Linked DNA regions of Mus musculus: region 2 is linked to region 1. A link is a contact called in public Micro-C data. All regions are on one chromosome and are shown on one strand. Each heading gives the region's core, a stretch centred on a gene start, on an enhancer-like site or on the middle of the called end of the contact. The rest is flanking DNA. Distances are from core to core; before and after follow the strand shown. Region 1 overlaps Fbxo42 (F-box protein 42). Region 2 has its middle 5.5 kb from the start of Rsc1a1.

Evidence for each region. A called contact is a pair of places that touch in the nucleus more often than the background predicts.
Region 2: a Micro-C map of embryonic stem cells shows a contact between it and region 1, with 2.7 times the contacts expected there. The contact joins two enhancer-like sites. A contact is called at or near these places in 1 of 484 Hi-C or Micro-C datasets (embryonic stem cells) and 1 of 9 other capture datasets (pancreatic islet).

What each region holds. Positions count from the first base shown.
Region 1 is chr4:141,161,494-141,167,804 of GRCm38.p6, reverse strand. Fbxo42 (F-box protein 42) reads right to left here. Exons shown (of 10, transcript NM_172518.3): 2 at 1-92. The coding sequence starts at 77. Among named protein-coding and RNA genes, the nearest start is that of Fbxo42, 17 kb to the right of the region's middle. Within about 2 kb of position 1,919, at least 20 of the 459 cell types and tissues checked have an H3K27ac peak or open chromatin away from gene starts, as enhancers often do. A contact at or near this core is called in embryonic stem cells, where this site is marked.
Region 2 is chr4:141,677,407-141,682,950 of GRCm38.p6, reverse strand. No RefSeq gene overlaps it. Among named protein-coding and RNA genes, the nearest start is that of Rsc1a1, 5.5 kb to the left of the region's middle. Within about 2 kb of position 3,705, at least 6 of the 459 cell types and tissues checked have an H3K27ac peak or open chromatin away from gene starts, as enhancers often do. A contact at or near this core is called in embryonic stem cells, where this site is marked.

The sequences.
Region 1 (6,311 bases), core at 670-3,169:
ATTGTCCCTTCCAGTGCAGTTTCTTCTTGGTCCACGGCCATGACACTGTCATCTTCACTGTCCGAGGAGCTGGCCATGACACACTCGAAGCTCTAGTGTAAGAAGTAAACATCAGTGCACAGCTCTCAGAAGCACAGGAGCACTGAGCACCCGAGCTGCTCACAGCCTCCTTCCTTCCCACAGCATGAAGCTGCTCCAGCACTTCCCCGTAACCAGTCGGATCCATATTAATCTCATAGGTAGAGTGCCAATGCCAAGCCCGCCACATCCTCCCTCCCCCTAGAATGGCACACAAGTCCCAGTATAACCTTCGAACAGGAAGACTTGGGGGGGGTGGGTGGGTAGAAGGCTCAGCAGTTAAGAGCACTGCTCTTCTAAAGAGCCCAGGCTTGGTTCCCAGCACCAGTAGCTCACAATAGCCTGAACTCCATTTCCAGGGGACCTACCACCATCTTCTGGCCTCTATGGGAACTGCACATGTGTAGTAGGTAAACACTAAAACACATTAAATATAAAAAACAAAAATGCCACCAAGTGGACACAGACCTCTAATTCTTTAATTCTAGCACAAAGGAGGCAGAGGCAGGTAGATCTCTGCGACTTTTAGACCAGCCTAGAGTCTACATAGTGAGTTCTAGGCCAACCAAGACTACACACAGCGGAACCATCTCAAGCAAGCAAAGACAACCTGGAAAACCTGTTCTTTCATAATTCCTTACCTCAGAGATATGACTAATATGTGGTGCAGGGGATACCTCCCACTGACAAGGAAAAACTAACTCTGAGTCCTAGAAAAGAATAGAAGAATGCTGGAAGGAAGATATGAGTTAAAAAAGCAGAAGCTTTAAGACAGGCATAGCTCTCTTGGGCCAGCCTGAGAGCCCAGCACTTGGGAGGCTGAAGCAGGAAAAGTTGGAGGTTACAGACTATAATACTAATACATATATTTATACACATCAGTTTGAGAGGGGGTATGGTTCAACTGTAGAGTGCTTATCCTTATATAGGGCAATTCAATTAGAAAATAATAACTTTTCTAAGAACAGGCTTAGCTGGCTAAACTGTTAACCACAAAACAATATGAACAACAGAAAACATGATACACCTAGGCAATAAAAACAAATAAACAAACCCAAGTGCCTGACAACAAAACCAATGATAAGAACTGTCATTCGTGATGGAAACCCATGAAGTCAGGAACGACAGGCACAGGCCCCAGTCTCTCAGAAGAGATACTCAGCAGAGAGGGCAGAGTACATTCTGCATGACAATTTATGCCAGAGCAAAGCTAATTTATGCCACCGTAAGTGAGGACAGTGATTAATATACAAAGTTCCAAAGTGCTGGGAAAGTCTGTTCCCTAATTGGGAGCTAGAGCTCAGCCTGTGGAAAAGCCATGGGCTGAGAGCAAGAGTTGGTCAGAGTATGTTCTTGTCAATAGTTATTTCTAATGGAGATATTATAGATTACATAAATTTCCCTCTATGCGGGAACTCTAGTTCCAGAAATCTCTAGAAAGAAAATTCTAACTACACAAAGGCAAATAAGTCATTTGCATGTGCAAAGCCTAAGGTCAAAACAGTAAAACTAAGGAACTGCCATTTACATAAGAACAGGTACGGTGAGGCACACCTTCAGTCCAAACATTTGAGAGGTAAAGAGGCAGGAGGATCTCTGTGAGTTGAAGGCCAGCCTACTCTACACAGTGAATTCAAGGCCAGCCAGGCTACTCACTGAAACTGCTCAAAAAGAAGAATTATGTTCCAGTTAGAGTCTGAAAGGAGAGGTGCTGCGCAAGTTAGGACTAAAGGTTTAGTGGGGAGTGAATTCTCTGAGGGATGTCGGGAACAGAAGACCAGGGTGCCACGCTGACCACGCCTCTCTCACAGAGCTCTCTGAGACAGCTGGTTAGAAAGGTCAGGTGAAGGATGGAAGGAGGGACAGGATGAAGCTCCTGTGTCACTACTAACCGCCGGCTGGGGACCACTCCAAGAGGACTTGGCTGCAAAGCTCTGGCAGACTTTGAAGAGGCAAACGACTCAGCTGGAGTCTTCACAGGGAATGGAGCTTTGATCTTTGTGGGTTTTTTTTTTTTAATAGCCTTTCTTTTTTAGGGGGGTTGGCTTTTTGAGATAGGATTTCTCTATGAAACAGCCTTGACTGTCTCAAAACTCATTCTGTAGATGTTGACCAGGCTGGCCTCGGAGATCCACCTGCCTCTGCCTCCCAAGGGCACCATGCCCAACTCAAGTTCTTCAAACACAAGTGTAAACATTAGGTAATTTTGTTGTTGGTTTTTAATGTCTATGTGTGTTTTGCCTGCGGTATTTATAAGCAGCACTTGCATGCCTGGTGCCCACAGAGGTCAGAAAAAGGCACTGGATCCCTGGGACTGTAGTTACAGACAGCTGGGACTTGTCTGTGGGTGCTGGGAATCGAACCTGAGTCCTCTGCATGAGCAGCAAGTGCTCTTAGCCACCATAAGCCAACTCACCAGCCTCATGGTGTTAGTTTTATGTTTTCACAATTATTTAATTTTAATTATGGATCTACATTTTTTTTGTTTTTTTTTTGTTTTTTTGTTTTTTTGTTTTTCGAGACAGGGTTTCTCTGTGTAGCCTTGGCTGTCCTGGACCTCACTTTGTAGACCAGGCTGGCCTGGAACTCAGAAATCCGCCTGCCTCTGCCTCCCGAGTGCTGGGATTAAAGGGGATCTACGCATTTCTGTGTGTAGGTGTGGGCTTGTGAGTGCAAGTCCCCAGGAGACCAGAAGCAGGTGGATCCCATGAGGCCTCCAATGCAGGAACTGAATTAACTTTTCTTTGCTTTTGCTGTTTTGTTTTGAAATAGGGTTTCTCTGTATAGTCCTGGCTGTCCTGAGCTCACTCTGTAGAGCAGGCTGGCCTGGAACTCAGAGAGATCTCTGCCTGCTGCTGGCAGCAGTAGCATTTATTCATTCTAAACCTCTGAGCCACCTCTCTAGCCGTTATTGGTTAGCTGGTTGATTGGTTGGGTTGGGTTTTTTGATATCCTGTAGCCCAGACTGTCTTTAAATTCACACTGATCCTCCTGCCTCAGCTATCCAAGTGTTAAGATTATAAATTATGAGCCACCATGCCTGGCTTGGCTTGCTTTCCTTCCTCCCTGTGGATGTAAGCCCTGCCTTGGATGCATACTGCTTTGCAGGTATCTGATGTCTTTTGAGTATCCCCCCATCTTCCCCTACTACTCCCACTCTCCCCTCCTCTCAGGCCCCTGCACTCCTACAGTTTTACTTCTGTTTTCATTTCTGCAAACACATAAGACTGACTCCTTTCTCTCATTTCCTGGATTAACATTAACCTCACTCTGCAAACTCACATAAGAAAAAAGTCCAAGAAAAAGACCTGTTGAGCCGGGCGTGGTGGCGCACGCCTTTAATCCCAGCACTCGAGAGGCAGTGGCAGGCGGATTTCTGAGTTCGAGGCCAGCCTGGTCTACAAAGTGAGGTCCAGGACAGCCAGGGCTACACAGAGAAACCCTGTCTCGAAAAACCAAAAAAAAAAAAAAAAAAAAAAAGGACCTGTTGAGTAGGCCACTGTTCGCATCTAATTCCAACACAGTCGGCCAGCCGCAGCACAGTGCTGCCCAATGAGCCCAGGTAGCTTCAGAATGACTGAATTGGAGGGGGCTGTGGAGGACATTCTCATCACTATTTCCCACACAGAGAACATCATCTGGTTCAATAAACCATTTACCCCCTTCAAGGCCTTCTGACAGCACAGTCAGCAAGTCTGAGCAGTGGTCCCCACACAGCCGTAGGTAAGTAAGCTCTAAGGAGCTTCACTGTCTCGTGGTCCACAGAAACATGAGTCCCATGCTTCCAAGGGCATACTTGCTGACTCAGCCCCGGACACAGGGGTGGCAGGTCCTTTCCTTGGCAACTGTATGTGCCGCACCAATTCACATAGCTTCTTTCTCTCTTCCACAACCAGGTGCTCAGAGCTCCCGAGGACATGGACACATTTTGATGCTCTCAAGTTTTGGAATTTTTTTGTTTGTTTGTTTGTTTTCATTTTGTTTTCTGCTGGCTTAAAGCATTTCCCACATAACCACATTAACTCCAGAAACGAGGTTTTCATGAGCTGTTTAGAAAGACAAGTTCTTATCCTCACCCGTGTCAGACCTCTTCATTCCCCAAAGTGATGGGTCTTTTGGGAAAATTCACAATTGGAAGTCAAATCAATAGAATCAGAATGTGAAGACAGGCTGTTTTGCTGGGCCTCTTTGCTTTCTATGGGGCATCCTGATGAGCACTAGGTCAGACACGTCCTCAGAGCATCTACATGCTGGCCTCACCTCATAGCAGCAACTGGATCAAAATACACTGGAACGTCACTGAGTGCTCGGCAGTCTGCTGGCCAAAACTAAAAGCTTTTATGTCTCTTTGAGTTCTGAAGGTTTTGGGTTTCTGTTTGTTTGTTTGTCTGTCTGTCTGTCTGTTTGTTTTTAAAGAGGGGAGCAGAAAGAGTGGGGTGTTTGCTTGTCTGTTTGAGAATGCCAAGGTTTTGTTTGCCAGGTCACTGGCTGGCTACACCAGCTGCATCACTGCGCTCCAGCTTCAGTGAGAGACTCTCAAAACCGCAGTTGAATGGAGGGTGAAATGGATTAGCGGACAGGAGACACTTGACCCCAAACCTGACCACCTCAGTCCAGTCCCCAGAACCCACATGGTAGCAGGAAAAAGCCAGTTCCCACAAGTTTCTCGCCTGTCTCCACACACGCACAAAGAGCAAACAGACAGAAACAACTGCAATTCAGTTGATTTACTTAAATAAAATGCTGGCGAAGGTTTAGAACAGAATCTAGCTAGCTTGCTCTTCAGAATTTCAAAAGATTTTCATCATAATCACACAGATGCTGGGGAAGCTCGCTCGGGAAGCTCCCACCTCAGGTGTCAGTGTGAGCTGAAGACAACCCAGCTCCTGAGAATACAAACACTGCTGGACAAGAGATCTATACCCAATCATAACAGATTGTGCTAAGCCTTAGGAATACACTGCTGCCATTGCCACTGCCGCCGCCGCCACCACCACCACCACCATCATCATCACCATCACCACCACCACCATCATCACCATCATCATCTTTGTACCAAGTCAAATGCAAAGTTACAGAAACCGGAAAATTTCTAGAAGAAATTATTTTACTCTATTTTATGCAGTCAACAAGTATCAATGTACTTGACCTAAAACACTGTGTTCAGGGCTAGTGAGATGGTAAAAGTGTTTGCCATACAAACCAGACTACTTGAGTTTCATCTCTGGGTGCCATAGTGGCAAAAGCCAACTCTCAAAAGCTGCCCTCTGACATCCACTGTGGTGGGCATATACTGAAAACACACACACAAATTAAATTGTTGCGATTATTAGAATACTATGTTTGGATCTCACAAAAGGTACAAAAAGAGAATGTTCCCACTAAGAGCTAATAACACAGCCAGTGATGGTGGCTCAGGCTTTTAATCTCAGCACTGAGGAGGCAGAGGCAGGCAGATCTCTGTGAGTTCGAGGCCAGCCTGGTCTACAGAGTGAGTTCCAGGACAGCCAGGGCTACACAGAGAAACCCTGTCTCAGAAAACAAACCAAAACCCAGGAACATATAAGGAAGCAACAGCACAGGCAGTGTGTGATAAACTATGTGTGACGTCAAGCTTGAGCAGCCCAGCTGGAGAGGAGGGCCCACCCACCCACCCTCCACCTAGGTAAGACGCTGGAGGGATGTGCTGGACCCCACTCTGCTGACCAGGTAGGATCTCAGAGCACCGAAAGGGAAGGTAGGGATGGCAGGGTTTTAAACTACTATTTTTTAAACTGGTAATCTGCCAGTTAGAAAACCTGCACTAGAGAAAAGGGTAAAATACACTTGGCACTCAAACAGATGTTTTGACCACATGCATGATATTAAAATATCTTATCTATAGTAACAGAAGCTCGTAATTGGGAGACTCCTCTCCTGGCAGTCAATGATTTAACCAAAAGAAAAAGGTCTATGTTTTGGCCTTAACACTACTGCTGTACAGTTATAATTAGCAAACGGGGTCCCTCTGATACAGACACCACCGGATGGTTCTGTAAAGCATCCCATATTCAATAACAGATGTCAGCAGGAGGATTGTTTTCAGTGGTTAACATGTCTGTTACCCAATGAGGATTTCCTTTAATAAAACAGGAAATAAAGTATGCCCGCATGTTACCCATCAGCATTCTCTTGTTTGTTTGGAGAGGCCTAGAACTCTCTATGCAGCTTAGACTATCCTCGAACTTGTGATC
Region 2 (5,544 bases), core at 2,456-4,955, 510 kb before region 1:
TGAGTGAGACAGCGAGCAAGTGCTGGGAGAGCCTTTTGTCCCTGGCCCCTCTCTCGGTACTTGTTTGTGAGCGCCCCTCATGGCGGTGGAAATACAATGGAAGTTCTGACAACAGTGGCCTTGGTGCAGTCTTCATCCCTTTCTTTCCTCAGGAGTTTCCTTTCTAAGCAGGATCCATGTTTGTGTTCATCAAGTTGAGCTAGAGTGGGGCAGAATGTGTAGCTGTGTTTGTTGTGGCCTTTTTAGTGTAAGCCCTCGCCTTGCAAGTCTCTGTCCGTGGGCCCCACTGTGCAATAATCACTCTGGATAGGTTTGAAAGAATCCTTTCCTGGAATATAAACTGTTGTCTTAGGTGTCTGGCAGGAATCTGTAATCTTACTTTTCTTGAAAAGGATTTTAAGGATAATTCCAGGTTCCAGGTTGAGAGTTTATTAAAATGAAAGTATTAAAATCGAATTCTGAACTTAGCATTAACTGACTTTGCCTAAAAGTCACTATCATTCTCCCCCCCCCCCCTTTCAAGGCTTGGTTTTATTCATCAAAATTGAAGTCATCGAGCACAGACGGGTTCATATCTCAGGAGTTTTTGAAACTTTAGGGGCACTTACAGGGGTTTCTGTTCTTTGGTCTTGTTCTTTTTTACCACTTGTTTGTGTGCCGAGACTCACTTCAGTGACACGATGGCAAGTCACACTGAGTACCATGATCCTTTCTGGATTTAGGGAAACGTGGCTGGATGGCCTTGTGGTTCACAGCTCTCCATCAGGCCCTCTGAGCATCAGGCTAGCCGGGCTGTCTTTGAGAAAATCTTTCAGATGAGCACGGCCTGTCTATCTTTTGCCTGTTCTACACCAAAGATGTCTGTGTGATTCGCTAGGAAATTGCTCCCAGGATTCTGTCACCCAGCTTAGAGCCATGTCTGAAGCAAGAACAGGAAGTGCAGTGAAGCCTGGTGTTGGCTTGGGGGTGGGGGTGACGTTCTGAGTCACAAATCCTTGGAGCCACAGGGTGGGGTGGATAAAAGAAAGTACTGATGGCAGACTCCTCCCAGAAGGCCTTTGTGAGCAGACGAAATTGGCATGCAAAGGCAGTGGTGTGGCCCAACGACTCTCCCATGTGGAAGTTTGGGAAGTGGCCCTAGCTAAAATATAGAGTACCAGTCTGGAAAAGATTTCATTACGATAGCTTTTGATGTATGTACTTGTATGCTATTTTTAGAAGCAGTTTGATAAATCAGTGATTATACAGGTGTTGCTCTTAGGAGTACTTTGAATAAGTTGGACTCACTTGCCAAATACTTTGTTCTTTTGGTTGTTATTTTCTTTGCAACAAATAGTTGCTTTTGATTTTTAAGATCTGTGAATAATAAATAAAATCAAAAGTCCAGGCAAGCTGACATACCGTTCATTCTAGGAGGCAAGTGATATTTGAGGTCAAGGCCAGCTACATTAGTGACACCCTGTCTTAAAAAGTACATTTAAAAAAAAAAAAACAATCTTTTGTCTGAAGTTTGGATGAAGTTAGGGATTCGTTAGGAATTGATTGGCTTAAACTGAACAATTCTAGAACAGAAGGCGTTGAGGAACATCACATTAGTGGTACTTTGGAGTCAGCTTTCACTTAAGTCACTGTAGGAGTAAGATCACATCAGTGTGAACCCAGTGTTGATCCTGTCAGATCCCAACTGTAACAGCAAGGGCAGCTCCTCGGCCAGACCACTGTCAGGGCGTTCTGTGGTGACTGCTTTCCTCCAGCAGTGGTCTCCATTTATGCACCAAAGGATTTTCTTGTAAAGCTCACACTCAAGCTGAAGGGCTGGAGATACGGCCGCTTCCAGATGTGCTAGTTCAGCCCTCTGCAGCAGCCGATGTCTGCATCTGGCGGGCTGAGCTTCAGATGTCGACGGGTCGGGATGAGAGTAGGAACTTGGCGAAGGAAGCTTTAGTAGACGGTCAGGAATGTGTGAGACCTTCTGCCTCGAAGCCTGCTCCCTCTGATTATCTCCAGAGGCAGGAAAGGGGAGAGACAGCCCAAAACAGTACTTTGGCAAGAGGGTGCCTAGGAATGGTGTAGGGGACCTGGTGTCGTGGATTTTATGACTAGCTTGTGTAGCATCTGCCTGTTTGTCCCTCTCTACAGCTTTCTATCTCTAGGTAAAGCCATAAAAATTTGTCTCAACTTTTCAGCTCATGTCTATAAATAAATACTAAGCTATCTCAAATATAAGGTTATTGATAACTATTTTACATAGGTTGAAAAGCTTTTCTGTCTACAGAGACCGCACGTCTGGTGGCTTTTCTTCCTACTATGTATATAATAAACTGCCTTGCAAACAGCAGGACAAGAGTGTAAGGCAAAGTTTCATTTTGTTTTGTGGGTTTTTTTTGAGACAGGATCTCGCCATAGCCCAGGAGGGCCTCAGCCTTTAGAATACTAGGATTACAGGTGCACACAACTATGCCCAGTTCACCCAGCGCATTCCCGTTGCTACCTGTGGCCGAACTGTCTGGTGTATCACTAGCAGTGCCACAGGGCTGAGGGGTATGGTTTGGTGGAACTCCTGTGTAGTGTGTGAGGTCCCGAGTTTGATCCTTACCACCGAAAAAGAAAAGTAAAAGCCAGTCTTGGGATTTAATAAAGTCTGTGGCTGACCAGAACTGTGTAATTTCCCTCTCGGTAGTTAACACAATAGCATTTGGTGTTTCCTGCATCCCCTCAGGGCTTGCACTGAGCCGCAGTCAGGACTTGGGGTGAGCCTTTGATGTTCTTGCTTTTCTTTCGTGCCTTACTTTTTTTGACCAGCGGAAGCATCACATCTTGGGAGTACGGGAGGGGGAGGTTAGAGGGCAGCCCTCCTGAGAGGACTGCCGCCTGGTGTGGTCCTTGGCTCCTCACCACTCTGATTCACTCTTACCTTCTTCAAACATTAGGTTTCCCCAGATAGGAGTTTCTGCATCCTGTATACCAAAAATGGTTTCTAGATGTTTCTTAGGTTTTCTGTTGCACGTTTTGTGCTGTGATAAGGGAGAGATCAAATCTTATGTTCTTAATAGGAAGTTAGCTCTTCCCATCAAAGCTATGCAGTATGAGCAAGAATTCATCGGTTAATTCATCAAACATGGAGTATCCCTGAAGCCCACAAGTTCAGCAGCAGCTAAACCCGACAGGAGCCTGGTCTTTAGAAGCCTCCAGTCTAGGGGAGATGTGGGGTGAGTTTTAACTGAGGTCTGTTCATACCTATTAGCATGCTACTCCACCCCACCCCAGCATGCTTTTATTTTTGAGGAGATTTCTTACAGCCCAAGCTGGTCTTGAACTAGCAATCCTAAAGTAGCTGGGTTTATGAAGTTATAGGCACAATCTATAATGTCCAGGTAGCATGCTTTTTTTTTTTTTTTTCAAACTTACATCATTTGGTTGCAGTTGAGAACTGACTAGGGGGAAAAATCAAGCCCATGATGGAATTCAACACTGTAAGCCTAGAGTTACACTTTAAAGTGTTTAGTTTAGTTTTAAACAATTGGGGGCTGGTGTTGTGTCACACAGCTTTAAGCTATAAGTGCAAGGCCAGTCAGGACTACAGAGAGGAACTGTAAATAAAAATAAAATCAGTTAAGGATGTAGGGAAATAATAGCACAGCGGCAGGCAGAATGCCTGCCTAGCTGCAGAAAGCCCTCAGTCCAACCCCCAGCACTGCAGAAGCCAGGTGTGGTGAGCTTGTATTCCCAGCACTGGGGGGAGGGGGGGTCAGAAGTTCAAGGTCATTCTAGGCTACATAGTGAGTTTCAGGTCAGCTTGGGTTACATGAAACCCTGTCTCCAAAAGAATTATACCTGTGTAGCTCAGTGGTTGAACATTTGCCTGACGTGTACAGGGCCCTGGACTTGACCCCCAACACTGCACAGAAAAAAGAATTTTAAACAAAAAAATTTCATAGAAATGACTGAAAAGATGCAGAGGAGTTATGTGGACTGGATAGGGACAGGCAGGATATAGACAGCATCCAGGTTGGGGGGGGGGGGGTGACTGATTCCCTTCAGGATGCAGGGTAACATGCAGCTCTAAGATAGGTGACTGCTCCACCCTCCAGAGCAGAACTCAGCCAAGGCCTCTGCAGTGTGTGAAGGAGAATCCAGAGCAGAAGTGATTGGTGTTGGGGTGGGCAAACAGGATTGCTTTACAGAAGTCTACCAGCTCCACAAGACATTATTCAATCCTCCATTTAAGATAGCTGGTATATGCATTCCTGAAGCATAGAAGGAAAGTAGGGTCTTAGTGATTTCTGAGCTGTACTAGGAATATGCTTAAAAGTTGATCAGTAATTAGACTCGGGGGTCCGGGGCTTGTGGAATGGGGGAGGAGGGCTGCTAAGTTTTAGGTTACCAAGAAAAAAATGGCTCAACATGGGAGTTTGTTTACCTGCAAAGTTTGAACCCCAGATCATAAGGCATAGAACATGAGTGCATCTTACATAGCTCTGTCTGAGAAAGCAACTAAAGAAGGTTTTGATTGGCTAACTTGGGAAAGGGGTGCTTCCCCTTCCATCCTTCCTGTCAGGTGATGGGCAGTGATTGTACTTAAGAGTTTGGTTGCCCCAAACCTGCCAACTAAAATGAGTGTGTCTGTGACCTGCAGAATAGACCTGTGTTCCTACAGGAGCCAACCAGATATGTGTTCACAGGCTCCTTGAGCAGCCCTTACAACCTGGAAGACATGTGGCCTCACACTCTTAACACGGGAAGACTGAGGCTGTGCTCCTCCCTGCATCCCCTGGGCGTCCCTTCCTTCTGGCGAGACATTAGAGGGAATCTGTTGTGTTGAGTGACTCTCCCTTACATGCACCTTGCATGGGAAACCAATAGTGCATTTGTATCCAGATCTCTTCATGGCAAGCAGGGCCCGATGGCTTCAATGCCCCCCCCCCCCAAAAGCTTCAGCCCCCAGTAAAGGCTCCCTGGCTCTCTACCGCAGCGGCAGATTGAAACTAGGGAGCCTCTTTGGCTTCTTGCAGTTGCCTGAGTGTCATGAGGTTTTTCTGGCTTGGACACTACTTCATCTTTTGAGATCTGGTCTGGTTAGCAAAACCTGCTTGCCAGTGGCCCTCCCAGCCACGGTCAGATGCTTTGAGAGTCTGGGAGACTGAGAACTGCGAAGATGCTCTCAGGAATCCCGACGTCAGTTGCTGTTTGTGCTGGTTAGAACTGTCTGCAGCCGAACGCGCTAGATGCCTTTTTGCATTTGAGTTTGTTTTGGTTTGGTTTTTGTCATACTTTGAAATGTAAGTCAGCCCTGATGATCCAAACACTTTTATTTTATTTTTCTTCTTTAATAGGAACTTTCTGAAGAAAACGTGATGTGTAAAACCTTTGATATTTAAGACAATAAAGTTTTTATCATAAGACTTGTTTGATCTGCTTCTTCTAACTTAAGATGATTACTCCTCCCAGTTCTTGTTGCCGACTCCCTGGCCCTTTAAATTACTTGTGCTCGCGTACTGTGGCAGCATCGTCTCTGTACCTGGACCCGGAAGGGATGAGCACAAC